4 separate regions of the Mus musculus genome follow, and all the other regions are linked to region 4. A link is a contact called in public Hi-C and HiChIP or PLAC-seq data. All regions are on one chromosome and are shown on one strand. The core of a region is the stretch at or near the end of the contact, and the rest is flanking DNA. Distances in the headings are between cores, read along the strand shown. Region 1 overlaps Gm6260 (predicted gene 6260). Region 2 overlaps Gm33809 (a long non-coding RNA gene). Region 3 overlaps Gm33758 (a long non-coding RNA gene). Region 4 holds the start of Lmo4 (LIM domain only 4).

Region 1 (2,700 bases), core at 92-2,591, 520 kb before region 4:
CTTCATTACTCTTTTCCTGACTCCTTATGAATTAATGGACTATATTTAGCATCCGTTTTACCTTGCTGTTTACTTATTAGCAACATGCTTCTTCGTTAAGTTTTGAGTGGTTGTGCTAATAGTTTATAAATGTGGATTTGTTGCCTTTGGTGGTACTTGATTTTCACTTGCTTGCTCATTGTTTTTGTTTTATTTTGTTTTGAGACAGACTCTCACTGGATTGCTTGTTCTCTTGTTAAATAATAAGCCTGGGTTGCTTGGCACTCTCTGTGCAGCTAGGGCTAGCCTTCAGTATTGCATCCTCCAGCCTCATCTGCCCAAGTGTTGAAATTATAGACATATATCATCATAAGCAAGCTGTAAATTCATTTCTACCTATTACTGTTGCTCCCTCACTCAGAATGACTGCATCTGTCTGCTCAGGTTTTGGAATAGAGGCTAAAGAAGTTTCTAGGGTAGAAAACTGGTGGCTTGAATGAAAATGGCGCCCATCAGCCCACAGGGCATGTGCTATTAGGAGGTGTGGCCTTGATGGGGGAAGTATGCCACTAGCAGTTAGGCTTTGAGGAGACAGAAGCTCAAGCCAAGCCTAGTGGCTCCCTTTCTTCTTGCTGCCTGCTAATCCGGATGTGGAATACTCAGCTCTTTCTCCAGTACCATGTCTGCCTGCATGCCTCCATGTTTCCCACCATGACCATAATGGACTAAACCTCTGAACTATAATTCAGCCCCAATTAAATAGGTTCCCTTATAGGAGTTGCCATGGTCATAGTGTCTCTAACAAAGAAAAGAACATTTGGCCCCTGTACTACAAAGTCTCATGCCTACAAAGTAGAAATCACCCTGGTCTTCCGGCATACAATAAACAGTTTAAAATATCATAATGTAAACTGCATACTGCCTTTGCATTTGTTGATTATATATTAAAGAATTTAATATGTAAGACAGTCTGTATGTTTTCCCACACACATATGTTTTAGAATTCTTGTTTCTTTCTGGGGTCTTGATTGCATGCCTGTTTTCTGCATGTGTATTATGCTGAGGACCACACTCAGGGCCCCCTGCATGCTAAGTAAGCCCTCCGCCTTCATCCTACCTTCTCATGAGATGTCATGGCCGTTTCAGATCATAAACCATGTCTGTGGACTGTTTCAATTGACTATTTACTAAAGCGTCTGTTTAGTACATTGTTTTCATCTGTAGGAAAGCCACAGTGTGTTTTTTCCCTCCTAGTGTCTCGTTCTAGTCTGTTTTCCTGCACGTCATTTATACACTAAATGTGTTATCTCCATATCCTACCTACAGCCTCTGCCATCTTTGTCATCTGTTTCTATTGTCTCATGTTTCTCCTGATCACATCTGTCCTGTGCAGCTGTAGCATATCTCTAGATCTTTACTCATCAGATCTCAGAACCCATTAACTGTCTTAGCTTCTTTTGAACTCCAGGGCCCTCCAAAATTCTCAGATCTTGGTATACTAAATCATACTGTTGGCATTCCATGTTCTCAATATGACAGATTACAGACTAAGGTACCCCTAACCACCATAATCAATGGAATCAACCCCCATAATAAATGTTCTCTTATATATTTATTTATATCCCATTCTTTCTCTATAGAAGCTCTGATTAAAACACCTATGGAACATGTCTAAAGTATTGTTAGAACAAACATCACTATTGTAATACCTCGGTCTTCCTTGTAGGGCAACATTGCTCCCAAGTCATAACTACAAAGTCCTCACCTATTGCTCTTATGACAAAAATCATTTCATTGCCTTTGTGGAGTTTGGAAACTGTTCAAATTACTGCTTTCTATTTGCTATATTTGTTTAACATTACACATACTTGTCCTAAATGGTTTTGAGATACTTTTGTATGGTTTCTATTTCCCCTCTGATGTCATAATAATTCTATAGTACTATCTATTAGCTATTTCTGGAACCATATTTATTTGTGTATCACGAGTTTTCTTTCTCTTTACAATATATTCATATGTAGTTAATATGGTAACAGTTTTTCCCTGTTGTTGTCTACTACTTCTACAATCTCTTAGTCTCTTTGAATTGACTTTTCTGGATGTGTGTCAGAACTCCTGCTGTCTCAGCAGCCATTAATTTTAACTACATCTTCTGAAATCTGAGGGCTCAGGGGTCATCTCAGTGAGAATCCTTATACACATGGCTTTGACTTTGACTTCAGCGAAAATCCAGGGAAGACTATAATGTTCTTCTTCCCCCTTCTCTATCTGTCTCTGTCTCTCTCTGTCTCCCTCTGTTTCTGTCTCTATGACTCTCTGTCTATCTTTGTCTCTTTGTCTCTTGTCTCTCTCTGTCTCTGAGTGTGTGTGTGTGTGTGTGTGTGTGTGTGTGTGTGTGTGTGTGTGTGTTTGTCTCAGCTCCTCTTCGCAACTATCTCAGCTCTGTCCTGCCTGCCTTCCAAACGCTGAAAATAGTTATTTCATATATTCTGTCAAACCTTGTACTTGTTCTGATGGAAGTTTACTAACTGTGCTCTTTTACTGTGGCAAGAAGCAGATGACAAGCTGCTAAAATATTAGAGTTGTTAGCTATATGGTATTAACAAGTCAATTATTAGATAATAAAGTAAATTATGTGTGCTAGGAATTTCACTAAACATTTAAAGGACAAGGAAGCCTATGCTGAAGCAACTCAGTGAGCCAGTTGTAGATGGTAAGAGC
Region 2 (2,700 bases), core at 156-2,655, 550 kb before region 4:
CCAGGTCACCCTTCCAAGAGCACAGCACTCATCATGCCAAAAGAGAGAGGAGAACAGTGCAAATGTTCAGACAAGAACAGGGGCATTCCTGAGAATGGAATGCAGAGAAAGCAGCAGTTGCCACGTCCTTCGGATGAGAGGAATGAGGAAGAGAATCACAGCGAAAACAAGGAAGAAACCTAGTCCAGACACCGGGTGAAAGTAAAAAAGACACTGGTAAAGGTCCTTGGGAAAGATGCTGAGTCTGTAGGCTCTGTTGGAACAATGTTATGAGAACTGAGGAAGAAAGGACAGGATATATTAGTAGAGAGGAAAGAGTACAGAATGACAAAGGGACTGAAGGCTATGCAGAAGGTCACTGGGGGAATGTGCAGACTACAAAGACTAAATGGAAAGAGGCAGAAAATAAGCTGAAAAGAAAGACAGAATGTAGCTGGCATTTGTCACTATTGGTTCCCCTTTGGGGGAGGCAATTTGCATCTGGTTTATTTGGTGGGAACTATTGCACTCCTTTCTGCTAGCTTGGAGTCAGACTGAGTGGCAAGGACAGCAACTGTGTTTGAAGTCCTTGTGCTTTCAGATTTATTCCTACATGGAACAGTCAAGGACCTACTAGGCTCCAATATTCTGGAAGAACTAAGTCTGCTTTGCCCAGTCTGGTTCTACAACCATTACCTCAACATATTGGCAGTACATATCTTTTCAATAGATTTCATATTGGTTATCCAAACTAGAAAAACTGTGAGTGAATTGAAGTTGGAGCTTCATAGCTTAGTTAGTGGAAAGCAGGGTCCTAGTTTTCAAGGGAAAGTTGGGATTTTCTTCAATGCAAGTGAAGGACTCAGGTAGTGTGAATGAATGGTTAAGTCATTTATATCAAAATATCTGGCCATTCTGACTAAGCAGCTCATAAGGAGCTGGAATTCCCTATAGAAGTCAGTATGTTTAATAAGCAGACTTCAAAAGCTAAGGGTAAGGTAGATGCTTCCCTTTTTATTCTATTTCTGTTAAAGTAAATATAGGCTGTCCAATGACTTCATTCTGTTTATTAATAGATATTTGGTTTATAGCACTATCTATTCTTTATCTACTATTGAAAGTGAGGTAGTAGTCATTACTTACATTAAAATGTTCATGGATGTAGACTAAGAGGGTGTATAATTTCTACATGATTTTCACATAATCTTAAATGTTCTGTGGGTGAGTATTAAGGGAAAATCTTTCTAGAACTACTTAAGTGAGAATAAACTTGATCATTCATCCTGAAAATACATACTGACTATGATCCTTAGGGTCAACTTAACAAAGGAATGAGTTTTGTATTTTAAAGGGGGAAGAGAAAGTGGTAATACATTTAGCTTTTGACTTAGTCACTCATGGGTTGTTTGTGATGGTAATTAATGGAGGGTGTTATTCAGACACATATGACAATGACTCATTCCATCAAAAGTTCCTCAAAGGTCTGCCTGCAGCAAAACAATGGTGCACTGTGTTTTGGTTTGTAATTATTCTGACGATTCTAAGATTTGTATTCCATTATTAAAATTTGTTCCGCCTCTTAAAAAGGTGACTATTACATTAATCTGAAAAGACCAGGGTCCCCTATGAAGACTGAGTACAGCTGTGTCCATGTCTTGGTGCTTTCTTTGTGTTAGTTGGAGGGCCACGGATAAAAATGAGCACTTTGTGCCCTTATGGCTTTATTAGCTATTATACTCTGAGAACAACAACCCTGGATGTTTTGAAATTTACAGTTTCCTGGGGCCATTTTCACAAACAGTTTTGACATAGCACAGAATACTTGATCAACTGTCACCCAAGGCGATTTGAAGGAAATACAGGAAAGGGAAGGTCTATTTGACTGTTGACACTGCAAGTTCTTTCCGTTTTCCACAGTAAAGAAAAATCAATACTCCCTTTCCGGAGAAGACCTATAGAATACTCAGGAAAACATTCAAGTCTGCATCATTGAGAACTCTGGACATAGTCACAGGGACACCGAGACGCGCTGGCAGCCCTTTGCAGCTTTCTAGAGGACAACTTAAGTGAGAACTGTAATTGTATGGTCATAGATATCACATCTGACATGATATCCAAGAGAAATGAATTTGGAAACCTACAAGGACTCAATTAGTGAAGCAAGAATGACAAAGTGGTGTTCCAGAGGTCCTTGTTACATGACCTTTCGACAGCTGTACCGGTGTGATGTCAAGGCAGTTACCTAACCATATTCTCTCTCAGCCCTCTCATGTTTAAACAGAGCCAAGATTACCTGCTTCCTAAAATTAACTAATTTCCTTATAAAACGCATGATGAAATTCTTGACTTTTGCTAGAAGTAGCATCGATGCACTGCCCATTCTCCTCTTGTTAGTGCCTTGTATGATCTACTCCCCAGAGAAGGGGATGCCTTGGAGAGAAAGTGAAATTCTTTTTATCAAGAGTAGAAATTTAAAAAGTTGTCAACTATAAAGTATCTACTTTACGCTGGTTTCCCAAATGCATTATTTCTATATTGCGTGATTATGTGACATAAATCTTACCTCTATGTTGCAGATGAAGAAATTAGGGCCCAGAGAGGGTAGATGAGTCCATAATGAGAGAGTTAGTAAGTGAAGCTGAAAGCAACTCTGAGCCAGACTCCAAACACTTTATTCTTTCTACTTCTCGCTACATATTGGTCAGGAGATTTTCATTTAGC
Region 3 (2,700 bases), core at 23-2,522, 570 kb before region 4:
CTCTGGCTGCTGACATCTGCTTCCCATCTCACTTTGGAGTCTGCAGTGAGATCCCAGTGGAATGATCCAGCTTGGAGGCTTTGCTGCATTCTAGCCACTGTACAAATATAGCTGTAAATGCAAGTTGGAAAAAAAAGTAAATGCGGGGAATATGATACTTTTAATTGTACTGTACTGTACTGTCTTCATTGCACATACAGCTTTTTGTGATCTCTGAACAGTTTTGTTGTGAGAAGGATCCTAGGAATTAAAGCAGAAAGCATGGGGCTCAGTTTTGAAGTTAGTTCAAGTTGGTTATTAACAGAGACTTTTGACCAGTGTGAAAAGTTAGCCTTTCCATGCATGGCTACATTCCTCAAAGTCTTATACATGAAGGTATAAGGAACGTATAAGTTGAGGAACTTATACTTGAAGGCCTTGGCTCCCATCAGTAGGTGAGTTCCTGCTTTCAGAAAGCAGAGCAAAGACAAAGGCTATCAGCACACTGGTGGGTGGGAGCGGCTCTGAAAGGTGGGGGATTTTGGCAATCCGCCTATTACATCAATTATATAACCTCCCCTTCCCTACCTCCTACCTTCTCTACTCCCCACGGGGTGCCTAAGAAAACAATCACGTTATATTAACTTCGCTTTATGGAAAAACTCAGCTACCATATTTAACACACTGGTTATGGGTTCATTAAAAACTGCCTTAAAAAGTTGGCCCTGATGCTAAGCAATAAGAGGAGGAAGAAGCAAATTGTATTGAAAACTCAGGAATTTCCAGCTGTTAGAATGAAACACCCCAAGGGCTGCGGAGATGGAATGTCTGAAGAATAGAAAGAAAGTGCTGACAGCGACCATTTCTGACTGCACCCACAGTTAGTAGACATGCAGGTGATGCTGGTGAGCTAAAGCTTCCTTCTCAGTCGGGGGACAGACACTGCAACTGTAGGAATAATGGGTGCATAAAGAGACCCCAGCAAGAGTGTAAGTGAAAGGGATGGAGCGTTCCTAAAGACATGAATATCAAAGGCGGATGCAGGGATAGGACACAGTCAATCAGCTTAGCTGGTGATGGCAAGATCCCGCTGAGATAAAAAATATGAGGCAAAATAGGAGACAAATCTGATAAAACGTTTATTTTTAAACTGCTGTGCTTGGGACGGCATGGTTTAGTGTTTGGGCTCTCTCCACAGCTCAGCTTCAAACAGCTGTGGCTCTCGGTGCCTCTCCCTGCTCTGGAAGGCTGCTCCTCAAAGACAGGGCGGACATTTTTGGCATGGTACGGGTGCAGAAGTTTGCCTTGGCACCTCTGCGTTGAAACGGGACTCTGGATAAACAAAGTTCAGCCCTTCCCAGTCCCGCCAGACCTTCAAGCTCCACAAATACGAGTATTCAACCCCCTGCCCTCCCCACTGAAAAGGAAAATGTAACTGCCTAAGATTGTTTCCCTTAAATAAACACCAAACATGTTCAAAAAAAGCTGCTCACCATTCTGATATTAAACCCAGTAATTACTCTGGGAACCTACGCCTATAAATTCTCTTATTTGGGAAGGTAAAAAATGTGGAGAGGGAGAATCTCAGTTCAAAACAGAAGAAAATGTAAAAATGTGTCCTCTCTGCCCATGGGTAGAGTACTCTGCTTTGAATGCTCTTCAGCACAATACAAAGCTCACTCTACTGCAGGGAAAATCATTACACCCCACTGTTTTTACAAGGTACCTACCTTTCATATTCAGGAAGCCTGGCTGAGGGCAGACGCATTGGAGGTAGAAGGAAATCGATGCCCTCCAATGTGTTAGAGTTTATTGTCTGTGTCTGGGAATGCATGTTTCCCCCAGATTTCTGAGGAGATGGAATCTTTGAAAGTAGAAGCCAGGGCTGTGGCATCCTGTTGGAAGAGAAGTCCCTTCACGAGTCTAAGCAGAATGTTCTGCCTTCAGAGTAGACTCAGTGTCTGCTTGTCTCTTCGGGTGGCCTCTGTCCCACTAATTGAAATAATATAACTCAGTTCTCCACCCCTCTCTGTCTACAGTAACTCTCCTCCTGTGGTCACTCAGGGCAGAACCAGGATAATAGTAACTTACAGTGTGTGTGCAAACAGTGATGTGTGTGTGTGTGTGTGTGTGTGTGTGTGTTTATGCATTTGTGAGTGTCCATGATCACACAAGGGTGTGAGCATGCACGTGCCCATGGAGGTAGACCGTCAATTCTAGATGTCATCCCACAGCACACAGTTCCCTGGGGTCTCTCACTGGCCTGGACCTCTGATTCAGCTAAGCTGGTGGTCCCGTGACCTTCGCCTGTTTCCATCCTCTCAGATCTGAGGTTACAAGAGCATGCCATCACACCCAACTGAACTTCCAGTAAGTTCTAGATCTCAACCTCAGGTTCTCGGGCTTACCCAGCAACAAAGTAAGCAGCTTACCTTCTGGGTCATTTCCTCAGCCCTGCCTTCCCCCCAAAATAATCTTTTTTGTTGTTCTTTTGTATCCACCTCTCCATCTTAACTTTGCCTCTTGCTACAAGCAGCATTGATTCATTAGTAACCAAAAAATACTGTGGGTTTGCATGTACAGTTAAAAACAGCTTAGTATAAAAAATAGTTTAGAATAGCATAGGTTGCTAAAGAATTATGCTCTTTCTAAACTAAAAATCTTCTCACACTTTCAATAAAAGCAGATCTCATTCTATTTAATAGATCGACCTTTATACCA
Region 4 (2,700 bases), core at 51-2,550:
AAGCAATACCTTAATGCTGATTAAATCTAAAAGAGATGAATCAAGAGGACTGACCAGAAAGTGACTCCCCTGATAACTAAGGACGGGCCCTCATCAAGTTTCATTTAGAGTTGGAAAAAAAAAAAAAGAAAGCTTTTAAGTTAAATAGGCTTATACTCTAGTAATTACATAGCCAAGCAATTTAGGTCCTGGGATAGTCAGTGAAATAGAAAGCAGAGCTGGCAGCTAGAGGCAAAATCTGCCCCCCTTTAACAACGTCTCTGGTGTTTTTTAATGGAGACCAAGGGAGGGACAAACGTAGCGCTGGCCATTTGTAGTACAAAAATGGATGCTTAATTCATGTCTTGATTTTAATTAGGTGATTCACCGGATTTCTCCTGGATTGGAACAAAAGACTTATAAGCCAAGAGGAATTCTTTTTAAAAGAATCAGCAATGCCAGCTCCTGGTCACTTAGAGCTTTTCGTTCCCTGTTTCAAACAGTGTTGGGGGGGGGGTCTTGACTATCGCCCCCACCCACGCACACACCACTTCTCATCTGAGCAGCCCCTGCCTTTCCTTTAGGAACTGGAACTGCCCCCAGCCCTCTCCAGGGTCCCCACCAGCCCCGTCTCCAAGAAGAACCCTTTTGTAAGCAAGGAACCGCTACAAAGCTGGCGGCCCGGGGCTGCCCTCCTTGCTAGCTCGCAGGCCGGCCTCCGGTAGTTTCAGACTCACGCATTATCTAAGGCGACGTATTGTTTACTTGCAATTTGGGACGGTCAAGGGAAGGAAGCCAAAGAAAACAGCCCCGGCCCCGATCAGTTCCCCCCTCCCTCTCTCCCTCGTCCCCTCCGGGCCCGCGGCGTCCCCAGCCACCCCCTTACCTGCTTCTCCCCTATATTGCAACACTGCGAGAGGCGGCGGCGGCGGCGAAATGCGAGCGGAGCCGCTCGGCTTCCAGGGCAGGGGCGCTGGGGCTGGCGGAGCTGGAGGGAGGGAGGGAGTTCTCGCAGAAGCAGGAAAGGGGAGGAGGGGGCTAAGGGCTGCTTTTTTTTTTTTTTTTTTTTTTAATCGCGTGGCTCTGGGGCGGGTAGAGGGAGCCCCACGCTAAGTGGCAGGCGGCCCGGCGAAGAAGTGTCAAGTCTCAGCCCGAGGGTCCCGGTCCTCAGCCCCCGGCTGCGCGCGAGCAGCTGCAGGCTCCCTCGGCCGGGCCCGCGCGGCGCAGCAGCAGCCACTGCTGCAATCGCGGCTGCAAGTTTGGCAATGTGGCTTCACTTTGTACGCGCCCCCGCCCCCGCCGCGCCCGCGCTCCTCCTCCTCCGCCGCCGCCTTCCTCCCGCCCGCCCGCCCGCTCGGGGCCGCCGGCGGCTCGGCCGAGCTCCCCCCTCCCGCGACCTGCGGCCCGGGAGCGGCGGTGCAGGCTCGGTCCCGCGGCCGGTACGAGGACGCACGGAGTGGGGAGCTGCGGGCCGGCCGGGAGCGCTGGACCGATCGGCTGCCCCGCTGCTGCTGCCCGGCTCGGAGGAGGCGGCGGCGCGGGCCTCTAGCCGGCTCGCTCGCTCCTTCGGCGGCGCTTACACATGTGTTACTGACAGAGCAGAATCCCAACTACTCCCCGGCTCTGCCGCCGACGTCAGCGACCCTCAGCCACTGGGCGGCCGGATTGTTCAGGCGGAATAATAAAACCTGCCAATCCGGGGAAGGACAAAGGGTGACTGAAACGAGACTCGGGGGGCGGGGAGCGAGGCGGGCGGCTGAGCCGGCCGGGCCCGGGAAGGCGGGGGGGGCCCGGGGTCGGGGCACGAGAAGGGACCCGGGTGGCGCGGGGGACGCGGCCAGCGAGCGCGTGCCCAGGCTCAGGACCACACCTGCCTGCCCAGCGCGCGAGGACGCGTGGAGCCCGCCCCCGCAGGGCCTCGGGGATCGCCTTCCCTGGCTCAGAGAACAGACCCTCGGGAAACTTACTTTCCCAGAAATGGGTCTCTTCCTGTTAGGGTAGAGGATTCATTCTGCCGGAGGGAGGTGCAAAAGCGGGTGTTTTGTTTAATTCTTCGGGTTGCAGATTTCAAAACCTTAAGCAAAGTGGGAAGTAGTTCCTACCTAAGTACTGCCAGCTTAACCCCATCTTGCTCCCATTAACCCCAGTGTAAACTGGAAGGAGGAGGCATTTCATAGATGCTTGTCAGTTGCTGGTGAATGCAAATCACACCCTGGTTTTCAGAGATGAAGGAAACTTTATGGGCAAAGCTTTTTGCTCACCATTCTGCTTCAGTGTAGAGGGTGTGATGCTAGCTCCCTCGTAGCCCCCTAAAGCGATGCGAGCATTTGCCAGACCTGCTGCTAGCTCACGACCCTGAAAAAAGACTAGTCGTTTCTTGTACAAACCAAGATTTGAGGAATGCTAGCTAGCTTCAGAGCCTCTTTCCAGGGCCAGAGCTCAGCCTGGATCCTTGAACATCAAGTTATTCAACTTTACTCTGCCAAATAGGTTTAATAAATCTCCGATCTGAGGTTAATACTAGGGTTGATTATTAATAGTAAGTTCCAGAGAGATTTTTCTGTTGGAAATTATCATGGAAGTGCAAAGCTGTACTGCTAAGTATCATTAACTAAAACCAGTCTTGTGGGAGAAGCTTGGAAGAAAGGAAGTTGAAGAAAAATCAGGCAAAAAATCTACAGTCCTAGCAGCTGTGTGCAGAATTTTGGTTCTTTAAACTGC

What was found. A called contact is a pair of places that touch in the nucleus more often than the background predicts. HiChIP or PLAC-seq counts read pairs in DNA pulled down with a chosen protein or histone mark.
Region 1: a contact with region 4 is called in a Hi-C map of DN3 thymocytes, with 2.7 times the contacts expected there. The contact joins the enhancer-like site here to the promoter of Lmo4 in region 4. A contact is called at or near these places in 10 of 39 promoter capture datasets (the 3T3-L1 cell line, the C10 cell line, cranial neural crest and 5 more), 1 of 15 datasets of contacts at CTCF or cohesin (large pre-B cells), 5 of 484 Hi-C or Micro-C datasets (B cells, DN3 thymocytes, the HPC-5 cell line and 2 more), 11 of 115 datasets of contacts at active chromatin or transcription factors (bone marrow-derived dendritic cells, bone marrow-derived macrophages, craniofacial prominence and 8 more) and 2 of 9 other capture datasets (liver and macrophages).
Region 2: a contact with region 4 is called in an H3K4me3 HiChIP or PLAC-seq map of bone marrow-derived macrophages, with 6 times the contacts expected there. The contact joins the enhancer-like site here to the promoter of Lmo4 in region 4. A contact is called at or near these places in 9 of 39 promoter capture datasets (the 3T3-L1 cell line, the C10 cell line, hippocampal neurons and 3 more), 2 of 15 datasets of contacts at CTCF or cohesin (large pre-B cells and pro-B cells), 9 of 484 Hi-C or Micro-C datasets (B cells, bone marrow-derived macrophages, centroblasts and 4 more), 16 of 115 datasets of contacts at active chromatin or transcription factors (the NIH/3T3 cell line, bone marrow-derived macrophages, cardiomyocytes and 12 more) and 2 of 9 other capture datasets (liver and macrophages).
Region 3: an H3K27ac HiChIP or PLAC-seq map of heart atrium shows a contact between it and region 4, with 10 times the contacts expected there. The contact joins the enhancer-like site here to the promoter of Lmo4 in region 4. A contact is called at or near these places in 10 of 39 promoter capture datasets (the 3T3-L1 cell line, 3T3-L1-derived adipocytes, the C10 cell line and 7 more), 2 of 15 datasets of contacts at CTCF or cohesin (large pre-B cells and pro-B cells), 8 of 484 Hi-C or Micro-C datasets (B cells, bone marrow-derived macrophages, centroblasts and 5 more), 14 of 115 datasets of contacts at active chromatin or transcription factors (bone marrow-derived macrophages, cardiomyocytes, craniofacial prominence and 11 more) and 4 of 9 other capture datasets (adipose tissue, liver, macrophages and 1 more).

What each region holds. Positions count from the first base shown.
Region 1 is chr3:143,682,295-143,684,994 of GRCm38.p6, forward strand. The region is part of intron 1 of Gm6260 (predicted gene 6260); the gene reads right to left. Among named protein-coding and RNA genes, the nearest start is that of Gm24728, 8.7 kb to the left of the region's middle. Within about 2 kb of position 1,342, at least 7 of the 459 cell types and tissues checked have an H3K27ac peak or open chromatin away from gene starts, as enhancers often do. A contact at or near this core is called in DN3 thymocytes, where this site is marked.
Region 2 is chr3:143,650,191-143,652,890 of GRCm38.p6, forward strand. The region is part of intron 2 of Gm33809 (a long non-coding RNA gene); the gene reads left to right. Among named protein-coding and RNA genes, the nearest start is that of Gm33809, 5.7 kb to the left of the region's middle. Within about 2 kb of position 1,406, at least 13 of the 459 cell types and tissues checked have an H3K27ac peak or open chromatin away from gene starts, as enhancers often do. A contact at or near this core is called in bone marrow-derived macrophages and macrophages, where this site is marked.
Region 3 is chr3:143,630,134-143,632,833 of GRCm38.p6, forward strand. It overlaps Gm33758 (a long non-coding RNA gene), which reads left to right. Exons shown (of 5, transcript XR_376151.4): 5 at 1,178-1,463. Among named protein-coding and RNA genes, the nearest start is that of Gm33809, 14 kb to the right of the region's middle. Within about 2 kb of position 1,273, at least 19 of the 459 cell types and tissues checked have an H3K27ac peak or open chromatin away from gene starts, as enhancers often do. A contact at or near this core is called in heart atrium, where this site is marked.
Region 4 is chr3:144,203,955-144,206,654 of GRCm38.p6, forward strand. It overlaps Lmo4 (LIM domain only 4), which reads right to left and starts at 1,301. Exons shown (of 5, transcript NM_010723.3): 1 at 866-1,301.